Linked DNA regions of Mus musculus: all the other regions are linked to region 2. The links are chromatin contacts, called in public promoter capture Hi-C maps. All regions are on one chromosome and are shown on one strand. Each heading gives the region's core, a stretch centred on a gene start, on an enhancer-like site or on the middle of the called end of the contact. The rest is flanking DNA. Distances are from core to core; before and after follow the strand shown. Region 1 holds the start of Slc35b3 (solute carrier family 35, member B3). Region 2 holds the start of Tmem14c (transmembrane protein 14C). Region 3 holds the start of Ranbp9 (RAN binding protein 9).

Region 1 (4,231 bases), core at 1,036-3,535, 2.1 Mb after region 2:
CCATAGTCTGCCCCATTCTTTCAGGACCTCGGATCCCAGGTCCATCAGTCAAGATCTGCGCAGGTTGGTCAAAAAGTTGTCAGGAGAAGAGAACACCTTCTGAACATTTTTCAAGTCTGTCTAGTAATGAAATCTCAGTTTCCTTGTATGTGCAATTAGTATCTAATTTCCCACTTTGGACCCTAAAAAGTAGACTTTTTTTCAAGAGCTTCCAGCAGCCCCTTCCTTGCATCAACAGCACAGATCAGAGAAGACCTTGTCTGTTGTTAAATACTCATTCTCTGAAGGACTTTACATACTTTGGGGATGCCCTTGTGAGATAGATTATGGACAGCATGCCTTTCACCACTAGGCCTCCATTTTGAGTCTTCAACATCACTATCCACTCAGCATTTATGCACAATGGCCCTTGGCGACTTGGTAATTTACTTTCTACAGAGTAACTCCTTGTGCAAATGGCTTCAAGTGTGCTGGGAGATGACCACTAAACTGAAATACAGTGTTTCTCAGTGGCAATACAATGTTTTTCATCAAGAGTCACGGGATCTGTTTCCCTCTCAAGGATAGAGTTTGGGCATGAGGTTATCTTTTGTGGGAATAGTTCCTTGGTTCTTCTGTTTGTTCTGTGGTTAGTCAAAAGCTATCAACATGCTGAGACTGCGCTTCTTGTCTTCACATTAAGAGTATGCATTCCTCATGAGTCCACAGGCAATGGTAACCCTGTTTCGGATCTAGCTTTGTGGCTGGCCATAACTGCAGTCTTCCTTGCTCCTATTGGCAAACAGGGCTGCTCTTACCTGCTTACTCTCTCACTCACCTCATCCCTAATTCCACGGTAACAGTTGGTAAATGCTTGGTTTTCATTCCCAGTGGACATATCTGAGGGCAATGTGCCACACCAAAGGAATAGGAAAAGCAAAGCAAAGTGAGGCATGTCGTGCCTGACGGGGGTTAGATGAATTCTAAAGTGTTGTTTGGATATGACCCATCAAGAACAAGTTGCAAACCACGGAGAGGGTTTTAGGTTTCAATGAGATGGTAAAAGCCATTAAAGCATTGAGAGCAAAGCAGCATCAAATCCTGCTCTTGGGCAGAATTAGGCTGTAAGGAAGTAAAAGATAATAGAAGCCAGCTAGGCTATTGTGATTGCCTAAGCAAGAGTGGGTGGACCTTAACCCCTCTTGTATTCCAGATTTATATTACCATTTACCTTCTCACCTATGTCCTATAACTCCTTAAGGGCTGGAAGTCCATATAAGCTACTTATAAATTATGCATATGACCCTACACATAGGCACATTCAACAGGTGTTTGATAAATAATGTTCCTTCTTGGCTGACAGTTGTTTTACTGCTACTATTTGCTATTGTTGAGCCATAGAATGACATCTCTAAATGTCTAAATGGGCTTTGTTATTCTCTTTAGGATTTTTTCTTTCCTCCCCTTTTTTTAAAGTTTCAACTTTCATACAAAACTGGCTTAGCAAGGCTGGTATTTTTAAAATGTCTAGCTGGACCTTTTCCCTCACCACTTCAGAGATTCTCTCCTAAGGCATAAATGCTTCCCAATGCCTAATTCTTGTGAAATTTTAAAACTTACACACATCTGACCGGATTGTAACGTTTCTGTTGACACTATTCACCCCTTTTCAAAGCAGACTCTTGAATACTATTCCGGTTAAGGTAATCGTAATAATCCTTATCGCCAAGCCCATCTTGGCATTTTCTTCATTGTATCTCAGTAACTGTAAGTGTAGCTCTCAATGTGGAATAATTTATGATATTTGGCGATCAAATATCAGAGATTTTATAACATTTGTCAGACTCCAAGCCAGGGATTTACATTTCAAGCAGTGAGTGGCATGTCAACACAATCCTGGTTCATTTCTGGCCAATTACAAACCATCATCACTGTAAGGGCATGTGACGCAGGCTTCCTGTTTCTTCAGTCCACCTTGGCCAGAAGGGTAGGAGTGAGTCCGGAGAACTGGGACAGGAAAGTAGTTGAGAAGCAACTTCATCCCTTTGAATCAAAAGGTGGAGGCTGGGGAAAGGGAACCTCAGGCTGCTGAGATCCGGCTCGAGCACTCTAAACCTTGGCATCCTTCACACGCCCCGGCTCACGATCGCGGATGTGAAGTCAACTGGGTCGCAGAAGCCACGAGATGGACAGGACCCTTGCTCAGAGCACGCAGGAGCAGGGTGGAGAGGTAGAAACAGCCGAGGGGGTGGGGAGGGCGAAGGGGCGGAGCCGCGCGCCGGCGCACGCGCACAGAGACGCCTAGGCGGAAGTGGCGCGCAGGGTCCGGCGTGTGAAGACCTTCCGGGGAGGTGGCGGCCGAGGCGGCCGTCGCGGGAGCAGACCCGGAGGCGGAGACGGAGACCGAGGAGGTGACAGCGGCGGAGCTGGGAGGTGGGGGTCTTGCTGCGCGGCCAGGCGTCGTCAGGCAGAACTCGGGTGGGCTCCCACACCGTGTCAACAGAGAAGGTGGACGCCGCCGCCGTCGGGGTGGTCGGGGCGCGCGCTTCCGGGAAGAGCATCGTTCCCTGTTGGCCTGAGAACCCCCGGGCCGGACCCCTCCTCTACCCTGCTCTCTGTGCTCAGAGACTTGGTCTCTCGGATTCCCTTGGCTGTTTTTGCAGTTCAGAGTCATTTCCGGGTCTGTGTCCGCTCTCTCCGTTACCTGGTGACTGTTTGCCTTGCAGCGAGTTGACTGTTCTTGCAGGGCTGCTAAGTTTATGTCGCTGAAATCCCTGTACGTTCTTTCGGGCTTTACAGCTGAATTCTCTTCTCCTTTCTTTCTTCCTACCTTGTCTGTCTATCTTTCCGTGTCTTCCTTCTTTCCTCCTTCCTTTTCTCTTCTTTGGGAAAAACACTGAAAGATTTTGTTAGTTTACTATCATGAGTTGTTTGTTTTGAGTTTTTTTGTTTGGTTGGTTTTTTGTGTTTGAATGAATTACATCTGCGTTACTTCTACAGTAGATTATCAGAATCCCGAATTTTAGTTAAACATTTCTGTTACAAGTGAGTTGAGATAGTTTGAGACTTGGAGGGGAAAGACACTGACAACGTTTGAAAAATATTTTAGATAGCATTACTTCTGCTTAAAGTCTACTTTAAATCCTATTGTTAGCCCTTGAGGGGAATAGAGTTTCGGAAATCACCAGTCTCTCACCCTTTTGTGTGATAAGGTATGGGAGAAATCACAATCTTGTTTTTCTGCTCTTTGATCTTATCCCACACCTGGAACCCAGTTGTGAAGACATGATTGTTACTAGAGCGTTGCAGGTTTCTGGCGAAGCTGGGACTTTTCCAGGCTGTGCACATGATAAGTTTTCCTCCCATTCCAGCTTTGTAATAGAAAGCGTACCTCCTTCACATTAAAAAAAAAAAAAAAAAAAAGACTAGGTTAAGAGATAAGGTGAGGCCAGCAAGCTGACAGGTAAGAGCACCTGAGGCCAAGCCTGTGGCCAAGCCCAGAACCAATAAGGTGAAATGACAGAGAACCAGTTCCCAGGAGTTGTCTTCTGACCCTTGCTTGCCATCTGTGGCATAGACACACAGACTTGTATAAAGAAATAAGCTTTTATTTCAGTGTGTCATTGTAAGGCAACATCACCTGTTTCCGATTGTGTGTGTGCACACACAGTATGTGTTTACTTACTCTAAGCACTTCTTTGACCTCCATTTTAGCCGTTATGTCTCCCTGCAATGTGCCAAGTGTCTGTTGCGCTTTAAGAAGAGACCCAAGGCAGCAATCCACTTCCACAACTTCTTTCTGTTCTAGTTTCAGAGGGTATTATGAGTCTCTAAAGCAAAGCAAGATGTTGGCTATTTGATTTGAAAACTTGTAATCCTGTTCTTGAGCTTTTGTTTGTTTGTTTGGAGACAAGATCTCTGTAGCCCAGCCTTGTGTTAAATTCTCTGTGTAGTTCAGGCTCCTTCCCCCCCCCCCCCCCCCCCCCCCCCCGTACCATAAGGACTTTGTCCCTGTTTGTTTGTTCGTTTGTATAAGATTTATTTGTAGTGTGTGTGTCTGTGTGTGTCTGTGTGTGTGTGTGTATGAATGTACTTGTGGATATATGCATGAGAGGGTTCTGATGGGAATCTGAGGGTAGAGTAATAGTCAATTGCAAACCTAACAAGGACGGGTGCTGGGAACCAAACTTCTGCAAGAGGAATAAACATTTTTAACCACCACGCCATCTCTCCATGCCTGGCTCTGATTCTT
Region 2 (4,828 bases), core at 874-3,373:
CAGGGACGGCACACTACCTGGGGAGAAGAAAGCAGGCATGCATCCATGTTGTGATGTTACAACGTCACATAAAGAACATGCAAGACTCCCCTCCCCTGCAGAGGAAAGCTGTCAGAGAGAGGCTGTCTTTACGAGGCTTACAGCCAGTGTTCCCAGCATAGGAGAATCTTGGTGTCTACCATAGAAGTCAGGGTCTTATCACCCCAGCCCTCTCTCTCCTTTAGGAGGTGTGGCTCAGTACAGTGCTTGTCTGACTTAGATGACCCTGGCTTGAGCCTGTTTTAAACAGATGATACAGAGTGAGCAGAGACAAGAGATTTCCTCCTTGAGGAGCTGAGAGACAACGCGGTGTATGGCAATGGTCGATAACACCCACCCACTAATACCCCTGCCTATCTGTATGTAAAGAGGGGAAAAAAAAAAAAAAAAAAACGCCTGGCTCCACTCAGCCAGATAATCAGAGGCCAATGCAGGGTGTACTCAGGGCCTAAAGCAAACTTGAGTCAAGCCATATTAGGTGTCAAGGGCTCTGGGGACCCACATGTCACTGGACTAAGGTGACAATTTTAAGAGTAACAAGAAAGGCTCACCTGCTTTGGCATAGCCAATAATCCCACCGGTAGCAACCAGGGCTGCATAGCCGAAACCAAAATAATGTAAAGGCATCCTGAAAAGGCCAAAGGGAGAAGCCAGTGTCAACCGAGTATAAAATACAACACACAAAATCACTGGATGGGGCCTGCGGGAACTTGGCCTTGGTGGCGATGCGCCCCCCACCCCCGGCTCCCGGAGGCTGGCAACCTGAGTTTGGTTACATTACAATGGTCCACATAGCAGAAGATCAACTCCCGCAACTCCTGAAAATTGTCCTCTGACACCTACAAACTCAACATGGCACGAATGCATCCACACAAAGAAGTAAATGTAATTGCTTAAATCATCCTCAGGGACAAAAGGATTGTCGTTTCCAGCAAATTCTGCCAGTGCCCAATCAGAAAGAAAGATAGGCCAGGTGGCAGGCTCGGTGAAAGAACTAGCCAGTGGCAGAACTGGATTCAAGTCCATGTCCCAGGCCGCTAGTTCAAGGATCATGTCACAACCTACGCTGCCTGGTGGGCAGTGCCAAGCTGGAGGTTCCCGTCATGTGCTCTGGTTTTAGAGGCTCCCAGTGATTCTACTCCGATGCACAGGGCACTTACAATGGGCCACTGTCTTTCTGCATTGTTCAGTCGCTTTGGAGACCACACCAGGCCTGCACCTGTGGAGGAGAGGTCAGAGCAGTCAAGAGACACGCTGACCTCTAGCAATCAGGAAGAAATGAGTTCAAGGTACAGCTCTGGGTGTGATTGCAACTGCCGCCTGGACACACACAGTCACTAGTCGCCCTAGCTCTGCTGTCCAGTGAAGGTAACTGGATAACAAGTAAAACACCTCTGTGAATATTAAGTGTTGTAGAGACACCAAATATTTTTACCACAGCCTCTACTATAGCACAGGCCCACCGAAACGAGCAGGAGTCACGGAGCAGCTCTGGAGCAGCTGACTGTCTCATCAGTTAGTTGATTGCTAAATCAGAAAACAAATGGCCTGTACCTCCATTCTTCTTAGCGTCTCCGAGAAGCAGGGTAAATGCTGCTTTCTCTCCAACGTCCTCCATACTCAGTTTGCAAACTTTTAGAAACCCTTGCACCCAACCCTCGGCTCCTATTAGGCTGGAGCAAGGGACCAGAAAATGCTCGGAACCCTAGTCGCAACTGCACTTAGACGCGCTACAACCCTACAAAGTGACTCCTGCTCTCTTACGGAAAAGCCCTCCGTGGCGCGGAAGCAGCGCACGCGCGTTTAGGTTTCCACTCCCGGAACCGCAGTTAGAGAACATTTTAGAGAGGCGGGAAGCGGGCCGGGGAAGCGAGCTCAGCAGAGTGTGCACGGAACGATTCCCCTGGTGATAGAGTCGGCAAAGTAAGAACACACCCAACCAACACTGGAGCCGGAGCCGGAGCCGGGAGGCCTGTGCTGTAGGACGAGGGCGCGAGCAGACAGCGAGAAGCCGAGGTCAGGAGCCGGGTGTGCAGACGTCACAGCGTGCGCTGCGTCCTAGCGGGAGGGGCGGGACCTGGATAGCCGGGAGGAACCTGAGGTGATTGGCTGGGCATCATCCTAGGCGGTCTTCGGGTGATGGGGCGGGGCTTGGTTCCGGCTTGGGAGTAGTGGGGTGGAGGAGCACCAGGTTTGGCTGCTGAGTTTGGGGTCCGTACTCCGAGGGTGAGCCAGTTTGATACAAGGATAATGGGATTAATAAAAGCCATCAGGAAAGGGTACCAGGCTGGTAGAAGAGGCATATCAGCCACAAGTCAAAGCAACTCAAAGTGTTTATGTACTGCCATGTGCCCAGTATAGATCTTAAGTATAGACATTTAAACAGTGAACCAATCTATTTTTAAGAAATTTTTGCCCTGGGAGAGCCTAAGTATTTACTCCTCAGAAGGTCTCAATTACAAATCAAAGTTCACCCCGAGGAACCAATGAGTTTATTAAAGTTCCTTACAAAGCATGACTGAGGAGTTTCAGGCAGAAGGGACAAGTCATGCTGGAAAACCTATACCCAGCGAGAATGATGGCTTACTTATGGCTGTGCAGAGCCCCGTTTCCTAGTCCCTGTCCACCTATAAACTCTAGCCCTTCCTCAAGTCACATGCAACTAGGTCAGAATGCATGAAACTGGGTGGAAGGGGTAACGGGATATAGGTGAGGGGCCCCACGACCCTCTCCACTCCTTTTCTAAATGAAGGTGAACAGTCAGGCAAACAGTCAACAAGCCCAGCTGGGACCATCTTTTGCAAGCAGGCACAGCTGACCCTCATGAAGATGGCGGCAACCTGGCGCAGATAGTAGTGCGGAACTGAATCCCACACGCTCTATCAGAGAAGCACTGTACGTATTGGCCCTTAAGAGCACTGAGGGTCTTGCTGTAGAGGACACACGTAGTCAAGGACTTAATCCGGGGCTTGCGTGTGATGGCCCTAGTCATGGACTGTGAATGTTTTGTCTCCTGTATATCATACTTGAACGTCTCACGTAATTTTGGTGTCTGCAAATACAGCATCTTGGACTATTTAACTACTCTGTTTTGCCCAGGCTGGCCTGGAACTGCTGGGCTCAAGTGATCCTCTCTCGGGAGCCTCCTGGGTTACTGAGGCTCCAGGCACATGCTATCTGGATTCCTAGTTATGCCAGCCTCATACACTTCTGTCTGTGCACTTCTCAGGAGACCGTTAACTCTTTGCCACTGTGGGTATAACAGTGGCCGGCTGCACCAAGATTCCTAGATGCCTGCCAACAGAAGGATCCCGGAAATAAACTAGGACTAGGTAGAAGATACAACTCACTCCTGTAGGCACTAGGGAAAGGTCAAGGCTCCAAGTTGCAATCAAACCACATAGAATTGTTACAAAAGCTTGGACAACCAGGAGATTCCAGCTAACTGTATCATTGAAGCCCATGTTTTCTTCTAACATTTTGTTTTCTTTACACAAGCTCTCGGGTGGTCAGAAACTGCCTCAATTCTAATTCTCGGAACTCCTTCTACCTCCTGAATGCCAGGATTACAAGGATGCCTCACGTGCTCAATTAAAACATTGTTTACATACAACTCCTCCCAAAGCCAAGTTATGTTTTATAAAAAAAAAAACAAACAAACAAACTCTATCATAGATGACTTTGTGTGTATGTGGGGATGTGAGAGGGGGCACATGTGTGGTGGTACAAATGTGGAGGCCAGAAAACAAGTTGTGGGGAGACAATTTTTTTCCTTCCACAACTGTGGGCTTCAGAAACTGAACTCAGGTCTTTGGGCTCCGTGGTAAGTACACTCAACCAGCCACCAAGCCATCGTACGGGCCCATGGACTTTAATCTTCTTTTGACTTCTACTCACACTATGCCCTTGGGATTTCCCATCTTTTGATATCTCAAGACATTCAGGCAATTGACATCTATTGAAGGTGTTATTTTTTATGTATATATGTTTATAGCTCTATCCTGGAACTTCCTCTGTAGACCAAGCTGGCTTTGAACTCAGAGATCTGCCTGTTTGCTTCCTAAGTATTAGGTGTGTACCAACACTTGACAAAATATGCCCTTACTATGATGACAGTGTGTCATGTTACAGGCTGTACTGGCTGGTTTTGTCAACTGTCAAGCTGGAGTTATCACAGAGAAAGGAGCCTCCCTTGAGGAAATGCCTCCATGAGATCCAGCTGTAAGGCATTTTCTCAGTTAGTGATCAAGGGGTGAGGGCCCATTGTGGGTGGTGCCATCCCTGGGCTGGTTCTATAATGAAAGCAAGCTGATCGAGCCAGGGGAAGCAAGCCAGTAAGAAACATCCCTCCATGGCCTCTGCATCAGCCTCTGCATCAGCTCCTGCTTCCTGACTTGAGTTTCAGTCCTGACCTCCTTTGGTGGTGAAGAGCAGTGTGGAAGTGTAAGCTGAATAAACCCTTTCTTCCCTGTCTTAGGGTTTCTATTCCTGCACAAACATCATGACCAAGAAGCAAGTTGGGGAGGAAAGGGTTTATTCAGCTTACACTTCCATACTGCTGTTCATCACCAAGGAAGTTAGGACTGGAACTCAAGCAGTTCAGAAAGCAGGAGCTGATGCAGAGACCATGGAGGGATGTTCCTTACTGGCTTGCTTCCCCTGGCTTGCTCAGCCTGCTTTCTTATAGAACCCAACACTACCAGCCCAGAGATGGTCCCACCCACAAGGGGCCCTCCCACCCTTGATCACTAATTGAGGAAATGCCTTACAGTTGGATCTCATGGAGGCA
Region 3 (4,683 bases), core at 1,230-3,729, 2.5 Mb before region 2:
ACTTCCATGCATTCCCTTACCATGAATATTTCCGCACTTCCCTTTTGTTGCTCGGCTTTTACTTTTCACTCTCTGCTTATTAATAAGTAAGGGTATGCGTGTGCATATGTGTGTGTGCTCCCAAATATAGAGAGGCCAGAGTCGGCTTCAGGTGTTTTTCTTCAGGAGCTATCCACTTTAGGTTTTGAAACAGGATCTCTTACTGTTCTGGAACTTACCCAGTAAGCTAGATTTGCTTGTCATCCAGCCCCCCCAGGGACGCTCTTGTCTCTGTCTCTCCACTGGGATTACAAGTGTGGGCCACCGCACCCCACTTTTTAATCGGGACTTGAACTCCGGTTTTCAAGGTTGTACAGCAAACACTTTACCAACCGAGCCATCTCCGGAGTCTGGTTTTTAATTTTTTGAACGGAGAAGTCAAAAGGTACGGTTATCTTATCTACCACACTGATATCCCCAAAGGTTCTCTGCTTCTGCTGATGTGGGAAAGTGCCGTTTTACAATGTTCCCTTACAGTTCATTAATCTGTTGACACCGACTGGAGGACAACCAGTTTCTCCAAGAAAAAGATTTTGACAAGGTTTCAGAAGGTTCCATTCCCTTAACAGTGCCTAGGGTATGTAAAAAGTTCTAAGTGCCCTGACAGAAAAATTTCATGACTAAAATCTTTTTTTCTTAATATTTATTTATTTATTATTTATATAAGTACACTGTAGTTGTCTTCAGACACACCAGAGGGGCCATCAGACCCCAGTACAGATGGTTGTGAGTCACCATGTGGTTGCTGGGAATTGAACTCAGGACCTCTGGAAGAGCAATCGGTGCTCTTAACTGCTGAGCCGTCTCACCAGTCCATGTGTAAAATCTTAATGAATGTCAAGGTTGTTTGATGAGGCTTGGAGCCCGTGGGGTCCATCTTGGCTACCAATATGTAGAACATGGCTTCCATTGAACTCCTTTTATTTTAGTATAAACGAAAGTTTTAGTGTTTTTTAAATTCAGTGGCGTCATGTAAACATGCTGTGATTTGTTAAAAAAAATGTAGAGCCGAGGTTAGAGTTATGGGGCATTTTATTACTAATGAACAATGGAGTGTCTAGTGTGGGTAATTTAAGATGGAAATTAGGCAGAAGGACTGCTACAACTGGCTAGGCGCTATGTCCATGGGAGTCTTCGATTAAGTCACCATTGACCCATTCGCTTCAAAAACAAAATAACTAGTTCTCTATTAACCAACCATTCCATGCTTATACGGTCCAATCAGAGCCAGCATATCATCTCCGGAAGCTAACACAGCATCGGAATCTGTACCATGTAGATTATGGGAGTGAAGCCTGATTTTTGCCGGGCTAAGGAAAGGGTAGGTTAAACAAAGGGAAGTGCCGAAAACAGACTAGTAATGCTATGTGGGGGTCAGAGAGCAACACTTGGCAAATTGTGCCACACGGGTTGACCAAGCACTCTACTGAGAATTGCAAAGTAGGAAGTCTCCTTTTTTAAAACTCTGCTGACCTCAGTAAATATTTCCATGTTTAAAAAAAAATGGGCATAATTCTCTGCTACCTAACAAAGAGGCCTATGATGAGAATTAATGAGCTTATAAAATGTTTTGACGTCTGTCTCCAGAAGCCCTTCCTAAACGCTCACACAGTTCGCATTCCTGCCCTTTGACGATCTGCCCGTCTTGATTGGTATTCCTAACGTGGCTGTTTCTCCCCCATTAAGTTCACTCGGACTCCTCATAAATTAATTAATTAACGAGAGGGTCACTCATGAAGCGGGAGACTTCGCCTTCAGAAATGGTTTCCAAGGGCCCTTTATTGACCCGCTAGCTAGGCGGTAAGGCGTTAGAAACCCCGGGCTCAGCTCCCGGCGGCGCAGCAGGGCTCGATTGCTCTCGCCTGGGCGCGCTGCGGCCTCCCGGCGGCTGAGGGGGACGGCCCGTCGAGACGCGACGAGGCCGCCGGTCGGCGCAGCTAGGATCCCGCAGCCACCGGAGGCCCGCGGCCGAACCCGCGCCCGCGTCCTCGCCCGCGCCGGCGAGCCCCAGGCCGCGGAGAAGGCCGTCCGCGCGCGCACCAGGCCCGCCCCTCGCGCCGCGGCCCGCCTCCTCGCCTGGCGCCGCCCGCGCGCAGCGTCTCGCGCCGCCCGCCCGCTCGCTCGCCCGCCGGGAAACAGCCGCGAGAGCAGCGGCCGCCGCGGCCGCTCGCACCTCCTCGCAGTCTCTCTTCCCCGCTTCACCGCGTCGCCCAGGGCCGCGCGCCCTTCCGCCCGCTCCCCTCGCTGTCCCACCGCATCGCTCCCGGTCGCGTGCCCGCCAGCGCCTGGCCAACGCTCCCTCGCGCCCGCCCGCGGTCGGTCTCCTCAACCGCCGCGCTCCGCCGGGCCGCGCGGCCCGCCGCCTGCTTCCGGGGCGGGCGGACTCTGGGCGCCTGGTGCCGGCGGCCGCAGCGACAGCGCCCCCGGGAAGCGCAGGAGGAAGCAGGGACGAGTGGAGGTGCCGCAGGCTGAGTCGCGGCCGGGATGTCCGGGCAGCCGCCGCCACCGCCGCCGCAACAGCAGCCGCCGCCGCCGCCGCCCGCCGCCGGGGCCCCGGGCTCCGGAGTCGCCCTGCCCGCGGCCGCGGCCGCCAGCGCCGGCTCCTCCCCGGCCGGCTCGCCCGGTGGAGGCTTGGGGGCCGCAGCGGCCGCCCTGCTGCTCCACCCGCCGCCGCCGCCGCCGCCTCCCCCGGCCACCGCCGCGCCGCCGCCCCCCGCCTCGGCGGCCGCCCCCGCCACCGCGCCGCCCGGCCTGGCGGTGGGCCCCGGCCCGGCCGCAGGCGTCCCGGTCCCGGGCCTGGCGGCGGGCAGCAGCGCCGCTGCCCCTTTCCCGCACGGCGACTCGGCCCTCAACGAGCAGGAGAAGGAGCTGCAGAGGCGGCTGAAGCGCCTCTACCCGGCTGTGGATGAGCAGGAGACGCCGCTGCCCCGGTCCTGGAGCCCGAAGGACAAGTTCAGCTACATCGGCCTCTCGCAGAACAACCTGCGGGTGCACTACAAAGGTACGGGGCGCGGGGTCCGGCGGAGAGATCGGACGGTGCGGGGCGAGGCTCTGGGCGAGGGAAGGTGAGAGTGGGGTCCCAGGTGGGAAGGAGCTGGGATCCCTAGGCCCGGAGCTGGACGCTTTGAGGGAATCCGGGATGACCAGACACATCGCACCTTCTGATTTCCTGGAGATAAATCTATGGGCCGGAGTTGGGTTACATTGTTCTCCAGGTGGAGGGTCAGGCCATCTCCTCTTACGCAGCAGGGGTGAGAGGCACGATTCCGAGGTACAGTTTCTAATTAAGGGAGAACAGAGATCCACAGGAGGGGGAGGGAGGCGTGATCAGTGGAGGATTTGTCCCAAATTAGGCCAGAGATTGTCTAGGGGGACAAAAGGACAAGGGGCCCAAGTTGGCCATCATTGCACCTTACTGAAAGCAACTGGGAGAGGAACCTCAGGATTCCCTGTTTTCTTCGGGGAGCAGACCCCCCCCCCCTCCGGATTGGAAATGCCCCGTGTTTCCGGGTTGGTGTTACATGAAGTTTTGTTGAAAACAAGGGTTTTAAAACATACCGATTAGCATTTTCAAAAACAAAAAACAAAAAAAAAAAAACCAAAACTGGCTTATATTTTGCACCTGCAGTTAACAAAGTTAACCACCTTAGGCTGCTGCTTTCTCCCATCCCCACTTTTTCCTAGGTTAAAACAAAGCTTTAAGCAAACTGGTTGTATAGAAGATTATAAATGCCAGTAAGGGGTTTTTGAAATGTAGCTCAGATTAATGGCATACGTCAAGTTTAGCTGTGTGGAAGGGGCAAAGAAAAAAATGCAGTGGTATCAGTTTGAACACAGTCGGTGTTTTAGGCCCTAAATCTAAAGCAGAGGATTTTACATTCTAAGCAGGCTCATTTTGATTGGCTCTAAAGGAAGGGTCTTTGGCTCCTAGTGAGGATATAAACAACCTTGCTGTAAGATTCTGAAAGAATTCAGAACAGGGTTTGCGAAGACTCTTGACAAATCGGCTACTATTTAATTAGAAACGCTTATGGCAACAGAAATCTGCTGAATGCTTTGGCTGTAAAGAATCTACACAAAGATGGGCCTTGTTGAACATTCCTTTTTATTCTTGCCATAGATCCAAAGAAGTACTTATTATTTTGAACGTTATGTTCCTTGGTGTAAGTGGCTGAAAATTTCAAAATACTGAAGTTTTTTTTTTCTTCTTCCTTTCAGTTAGGACATTTTGTTGCTTTCCTTGTAGATTGTTACTTAATTTTGTTTTTAAATTTGTGTGAACAGTGAGTGCTATGTTATGAAGTGTTTACTTCTGTTTTGGCAGCCAGAATGCTTTTGTTAGATTTGACAAAACTTTATTATTTTAAATTTGTAGTTTATAGTAAATAAAAAGCTTGTAAAGGCAGAGACTGTGTGTGTAGGGGAGATTAGTGAACAAAGAATCCTAGCTTTCCTGAGTTCTAGCAGTCACTGGTGATACTAGGTATGTCACAAGAGAGGGCCTCAGCCTCTTCTGAGTGATGTGGGAGTCCAGCTGGGTACTCGGTAAGGAATTTTCGCTTAAAACTCGTGATTATGGCTTACTTAGCCTTGTGATACACCTTGCTTAGTCGTGTTTACTTCTTTTATGTAAAATGAATCATC

What was found. Promoter capture Hi-C pulls out the DNA fragments that hold promoters and counts their contacts. Capture Hi-C pulls out chosen DNA fragments and counts their contacts.
Region 1: a contact with region 2 is called in a promoter capture Hi-C map of liver, with 3 times the contacts expected there. The contact joins the promoter of Slc35b3 here to the promoter of Tmem14c in region 2. A contact is called at or near these places in 10 of 39 promoter capture datasets (the 3T3-L1 cell line, the C10 cell line, cranial neural crest and 6 more), 2 of 484 Hi-C or Micro-C datasets (CD8 T cells and uterus), 1 of 115 datasets of contacts at active chromatin or transcription factors (extraembryonic endoderm stem cells) and 2 of 9 other capture datasets (adipose tissue and liver).
Region 3: a promoter capture Hi-C map of pre-B cells shows a contact between it and region 2, with 2.1 times the contacts expected there. The contact joins the promoter of Ranbp9 here to the promoter of Tmem14c in region 2. A contact is called at or near these places in 2 of 39 promoter capture datasets (erythroid cells and pre-B cells).

Annotation. Positions count from the first base shown.
Region 1 is chr13:38,958,591-38,962,821 of GRCm38.p6, reverse strand. Slc35b3 (solute carrier family 35, member B3) reads left to right here and starts at 2,285. Exons shown (of 10, transcript NM_134060.4): 1 at 2,285-2,390. It overlaps 5033403F01Rik (RIKEN cDNA 5033403F01 gene), which reads right to left and starts at 2,203. Exons shown (of 3, transcript NR_131019.1): 1 at 1,600-2,203.
Region 2 is chr13:41,013,545-41,018,372 of GRCm38.p6, reverse strand. Tmem14c (transmembrane protein 14C) reads right to left here and starts at 2,123. Exons shown (of 6, transcript NM_025387.3): 1 at 1,975-2,123; 2 at 1,200-1,258; 3 at 591-667; 4 at 1-17. The coding sequence starts at 1,222.
Region 3 is chr13:43,478,769-43,483,451 of GRCm38.p6, reverse strand. It overlaps Ranbp9 (RAN binding protein 9), which reads left to right and starts at 2,479. Exons shown (of 14, transcript NM_019930.2): 1 at 2,479-3,040. The coding sequence starts at 2,524.